2 separate regions of the Ovis aries genome follow, and region 2 is linked to region 1. Evidence: chromatin contacts called from public Hi-C data. All regions are on one chromosome and are shown on one strand. The core of a region is the stretch at or near the end of the contact, and the rest is flanking DNA. Distances in the headings are between cores, read along the strand shown. Region 1 has its middle 46 kb from the start of NFKB1. Region 2 holds the start of SLC39A8 (solute carrier family 39 member 8).

Region 1 (2,952 bases), core at 197-2,696:
AAAGGCAAAATGTTGAAATAACTGCTTGTTTCCTATGTTAATATGCCCAACCTAAGTCAACAGAATCTCACCAATATTCTCTTTCCTTCTTCTTATGTTTAGAACAGAAGAAACTTTATATATAATTACCAAGTAGGATTTAGAGGCAGAAAAAACATGAGAAATCTGTGCTGCCATTTTGGGTAGAAAAAAGAATTAAATTATTGAATGAAGTTAATTAAACCTAAATTATCCCTTCCCTACCCTTATTCTAATTCAACCCTGGTAGGTAATTCCCCCAACAGCAAGGGGGAGGACCAGGCCCACACACACACACAGCCTGCTGTATGTGGCAGAGCCTCAAATACAGCACACGTTGTGAGAGTCTGGGCACTGCTACTGGGGCTTGGAGGCCTGAGCAGGCTTCCCTGTCGCTAAGTTTAGCACAAGAGAGGACATTCCAGGCAGATCCTCCCCACTGCGCAACACTGTAAGGGCAGGCAATGAAAAGGGATAGTGGCAACAACACAGACCCACATTATAGCTTTCCCTGGATCCCCTGGATTGAATAAGGCCCAGGGTTCCTATGCGATGCAGAGATGACAATTTATCAGTGTTGAACTTCTTGTCATCACTCAGAAATGGAGAGAAGAACCAGATAGAAAATGGGAAAACACAGCATTTTAAAATACTAAGTGGAGGCAGAGCAGAGTCAGTCCCTCACAGAGATGACAACACTTGCAGACTATGACGTCCGCTTCTGAAACCCAGCTTGACCTACATGCCAGCGCCTAAGTGCTTGTGCAGTGTCTCAGAACCCACCACCCACAAGCACAGGCCAGCGTCTCCTAGTTTATTCAGACTAAGAGATGAAGACCCAGCAGAGGAGGAGAATCCTTTCCTCCAACCAGTATCAGTCCAGTTCCAGTCTGAAAACCTCCTCTGCCCAGGAGGACTGACTGTCATCTTACCACCTCTTTGACAGGAGAGGAGTCCACCCACAGGGTGTGGCCTGCCAACCTCCACAAAGCCTCACAATAAAACTGACTAACCACCTTTGTTCACCTTTATTCACACAGGAGACATACAAAACCAGTATATAAATGTGTGCTTTTTTATATTACAAAATCCTGTTGATACTATGAAACACAGCACGATGATTACAAAATGTCTTCCTTTTCAGATGAACACTTCTTGTCCTGATCTTTAGTTTATCTGACAGTGGTTCTGGGGAACAGCAGTGGAAAGAGAAAATAAAGCTTCCGTTCCCCTCTCCAGCACTGTTGAAAACTGTGTTTTCAAGTTTGTCAGTTTCTGGAGGTGTGTTCAGATCTTGGAATCAATGCTTCTTGAATTTAACACAGAAATACAGGCAAGTATCCTGGAAATATAACAGCTCCCATTGACTGACTAAGCCTTGGAAGCTTATGACAAAACGACTTTGATCTCCCCAGGCACGCCAGGATCTTCCCAGAGAGTGGCCTTCCCACAAATAGAGGTCAGTTACTATTTCCTTTGGGTAATTTGAACACTGCACTCTAAAAGATGCCCTGTTCTCAGGATTCAGGTACTAAAGCCTTTTGTGAACTTGGGGAGTGGTTTTATTACTTCTGTGAGTTCTGGCTTAATTATAACAATTATTTTGTTCATCTATACAAAAGGTCAAATGTCATCTATCTGCTTAATCAGCATTTCAGGAAATGAAAAGCCATTGCCTTTGTCAGACTGACCTGATGAAATATCTTGGAGGCATTCCTCAGTACTAATTAAAATAATAGACATTGTCACACGGTGCAATTATTTTCCAGAAAACAGCTGACGTGTACACACTACGCTTGGCGAAAATCCTGGCCAGTTTCGCAAGAATGTTTATTCCAGACTGAGATCATCTCTAAAAAAAGAGAGAGACAGACAGACAGAGGAAACAGGGATGAAAGATTGATGGAAAGAAGGAAGAAAGGAAGGAGGATTTCTTAATAATCAAGAGAGAATTTTAGATTTAAAGTTGCCCTTCACATTCTGACTGTATACCTACGTAATTCTATAATAAAACTTGGTTAATTACAGAAAGGACATTTTAGTACAAATAAATTTTATTAATAGCTTGAAAATCTATGAAGTTCAAAGAGTTATCAATAGATCACTTATTTTACTTTTTTATTGATGTTATTAATTTACAATATTATATTAGTTTCAGGTGTGCAATATAATGATTCAATATCTTTACAGATTATACTCCATTTAAACGTATTATAAAATATTGACTATATTCTCTGTGCTATGCATTATATCCTTGCATCTTATTTATTTTATACATAGTAGTTTTAACTCTTAATCACATACTTGCCACTCCCCATCCCTCCCCCTGCTGCTGTTAACCACATTTGTTCTTCATATTGATGATTTTGCTTCTGTTTGTTTGTTCATTTGCTTTATGTAATTTATTTTAAATTCAAAATACAACATTTTGCTATTCATATTTAAACAAAAATGTGTAAAGCTTAAAAACCTTAGGAAGCATAACATGAAATCATGAAAATAATTACATATAGAATAAATTGTCTGAGAGGTGAAACATTTCATTTTTACCAGAGAGATTCATTAATTTAAAATCTTCTAACCTCAAATTCACATTGAAGAATCATAGCATTGCATTTTTTTCAGACTTTAATAATTTCTACAGTTAGCATAAGTGACTTTAAGGAAGATTAATCAAAATCAAGCTATATTCAGAAGGTTCACGGAAGGGAAAATACAGAGTGAACATTTGCAAATAAAGACAAGCATTATGGAAATGAAGAGTCATGATGTACTCCATTCCAGTTTTGCAGATGTGTAGAACACATCTGTGAATCATTCACTTAGCCTTCAAACTGTATGATCATTCACACACTCAGAAAATGCTGGGCATTATCAAGTTTGGAGGAAGCCAGTGCTGACATGTTGATCCCTTATCTGGGAAGAAGGAATTAT
Region 2 (3,006 bases), core at 394-2,893, 78 kb before region 1:
TGAATGAATGAATATTAGAACCAAACCTTTGACCTGATAGATGAATAAAAACTATGGCTTTAAACCCAGTTCCATCACCAGTTGATGTGTGATCTTGGTCTCAGGGCCCCCTCGGCCTCCTGGTCTCTATACAATAAGCCCTTCAGCCCTAAGTGCCTCATGTAACTTACAGGGGAAAGACAGAACTACATTATACCTTGCTAGCAGCTGTTACCCACCAAGCAGCTGTTAACGGGGGTGCCTGTAAGCCACTATCTCTGCCAGGAAGACTTCAGTACTCCATTCCTATCTCAAACGCATCTCTCAAGGTGCTTCCCGCACTCAACTACTTCATAAACTTTTGCATAAAATCTTATAACCACAAGCGTCCGACGGCTCAACTCATCAGGCATAAAACTGCAGTTTCTGGTTGCCTTGTCACCACCAGCCCTTTAACCTCGGCTAGAAAGTCAGATCCAGTAAAAAAAAAACAGGACCCGCCTCACACTTGAGAGACAAAACCAAGTTCTTTCTCCTGCGCTCGTCCCGTTTAATCAACGTTCAAGTACAAATGGACGTCTCCGGACACCCCGGCGTTTGGGGAAGGGCGGCCCGGCCCTACCTGGTTGAAGTGCAGCTGTCCCGGCTCGGGGGCGCCCTCGACGGGGGCGGTTCCCAGCCGCTCCAACAGGCGCCCGAGCTGCGCCGCCGACAGGCTCCGGTTGGCGCCGAACACGCTCAGCACATCCTCGCTGAAGGCGAGCCCGGGCACCTCGGCCTCCCCTCCGAGGCCAGCGGCCGCCAACAGCAGGAGCCCAGCCACCGCTCGACCCGGAGCCATCCTGGCCGCGGTTGCCCCTCACGGGCCCAAAACGGACTGGAGCGCACAGGGACGTGCCGGGCGCAGCCGCGTCGGTGCCCAAGGACGCCGGTCAGGCGTCGGCGCCGGTCCGGGTCAGCGGTGGCGCGGGGCGCACCTGGTCCTCCGGCGCCTTCGAAATAGCAGCAGCCCGCGACCTGCCGGGCATTGAAGTGGCGGTGCAGCCCGGGGGGTGGGAGCGATAGACAGAGCGGGCCCCCGGGCCTCCTGGAGAGCCTGAGATAAAAAGGACAAAGGGGGACAGAGATAAAGGCCACCTGGCTACCCGCCGGTCGGCCTCGGGGGCACTGCGAGGCCGGAGCCCTCGGACGCCCCGCCGGGCTTGGGGCCAACTGCTCCGGAGCGGAGTTTGCAAACATTCCAGGATTAGCTTGCAGTGTGATGCCACATGCTCCTTCCGGATCTAAAGCCCGTCACTTTTTAGGAAGAAAACTACAGTGGCTACAGAACCCCACCTCCCCTTCCTTTCTTTCTGATTAATTCCATCTGCAAACTTAGAAGGGGTGAGGCGTGCAGTCCCCGGGCAGCTGCAGGAAATGGCCCCTTCGGAGTCCCGGGGTTTGACCGTCTAAACGGGACCCTCCTTCTCCCAGATCGCCCAGATCTTCTTTGGCAAGCAGAGAAGTAGGTGAGCTGACCTGCTAACCTCTCACCTCGCCTGCGTATTTCGGCGTCTGTTTTTGTCCACGTAAGTCAGTCCCTGTCTCTCACCTTCTTTCTTTCCCCCACACCCTCCCTCCCCCTCTCTCAAGACTATCCCTGGCGAGTCCGATGTAAAAACTCTGAGCTCCGGCCCCGCGCTCTTTACAAATAACCGGAGGAGGAGGGCCCTGTCCCCGCCTCCCCGCAGCACGTGGTGACACGCTCTCCGGCCTGGACTCCCGCGCGCGTCCACGCCGGGGCGCACAGCCGCTGCCCTCGCCTCTTGGCGGGCGGGGCGCACTCCTACCCGCGGCGGCGCCGGCTCCCCACCCTCACCCTCGGGGAGTTACCTGAATGCCACCTCCTGGTCGATCTCTCTCGCCTCCTTTCTGACCTTGGTGATCTCTTTGTTACCTTGTTGAAACCAGCTTCCTGAAATGGAGCCTGGAACCCTCAGCATTTTCTAAGAGATTAGCCGGAATTGCTTTTTTGTCTTACTTCTTAACGTCAAGAGAAAAAGGAAACCCAATCTGGAGCGGTGGTGGCGAGCTCAGAGCCGGCACTGCTCTACCCGGCCCTTCCTGACGCCGCACGGGATATCCGCAGATCAGAGTGAATTGTTTGTTTGTTCAGATGAGAGTTCAAGAAAACCCGACTTAGGTGTAAGGTCAACAAGTTTGTGCAAAGTGAACGCGATGTTTGAGGGCAAAGGTTGTTTCTGGTAGCTACCACTGTCCAGAAATAAACTGAAACCACGATTCACTGTGACTGAAAGACGGAAAGAGGAATTCAGAGTGCTGTTCTTGTATTTCACGCGGGAGAGTGCATGGCTTCCTAAAACTGCACGTTTTAAAAGAGGCACTAAATCCAGTCAAGGGGCAGGCTATCTCATTTCCCACGAGGAACTTGGTGGAAGAATGAGACATGGAGAGAAAATTCCAGAAGGATGAGGATCTAGGGGGACATATCTGCAGGACTGTCCCTATGGAGAAAATTTTGTTGTTGTTTAGTCACTAAAGTTGTGTCCAACTCTTCTGTGACCCCATGAACTGTAGCCCACCAGGCTCTTCTATCCCTGGGCTTCCCAGGCAAGAGTCCTGAATAGGTTGCCATTGCCTGTTCCAGGGGATCTTCCCCAGGGATCAGAACTGCATCTCCTGCTTTGCAAGCATATTCTTTACCACTGAGCCACCAGGGAAGCCCACGAAGAAGGTTTGCCTGTGTTCTAACCACAGAGCACGGAAGGCAGCAGTAAGAGGAAAAAGTTACCAAGAGGAAGATTTCTGCAGAAAATAAGGCACAACTGCTTTGGGAGGTAGTGATTTCCGCGTGATTGAAAGTGATTCAAACTCATGGGTATATAGTAGGATTCCTGCCTTGGAGGAATATCAACCAAATGATCTTTATGGTGTGTCCCTTCCAATTATGAAATCTGTGTGTTTGCTGTTACTAATTTACAGAATTACATTGGTGCCAAAGGCCAAATATTTCACCAAGGGCCAGAA

What was found. Hi-C and Micro-C count contacts between places; a contact is called where the count stands out from the background.
Region 2: a Hi-C map of tail adipose tissue shows a contact between it and region 1, with 2.0 times the contacts expected there. The contact joins the promoter of SLC39A8 here to the enhancer-like site in region 1. A contact is called at or near these places in 2 of 16 Hi-C or Micro-C datasets (mixed tissues and tail adipose tissue).

What each region holds. Positions count from the first base shown.
Region 1 is chr6:22,708,240-22,711,191 of ARS-UI_Ramb_v3.0, reverse strand. No RefSeq gene overlaps it. Among named protein-coding and RNA genes, the nearest start is that of NFKB1, 46 kb to the right of the region's middle. Within about 2 kb of position 1,446, at least 8 of the 54 cell types and tissues checked have an H3K27ac peak or open chromatin away from gene starts, as enhancers often do. A contact at or near this core is called in tail adipose tissue, where this site is marked.
Region 2 is chr6:22,786,387-22,789,392 of ARS-UI_Ramb_v3.0, reverse strand. It overlaps SLC39A8 (solute carrier family 39 member 8), which reads right to left and starts at 1,643. Exons shown (of 8, transcript XM_060416848.1): 1 at 1,506-1,643; 2 at 602-1,075. The coding sequence starts at 820.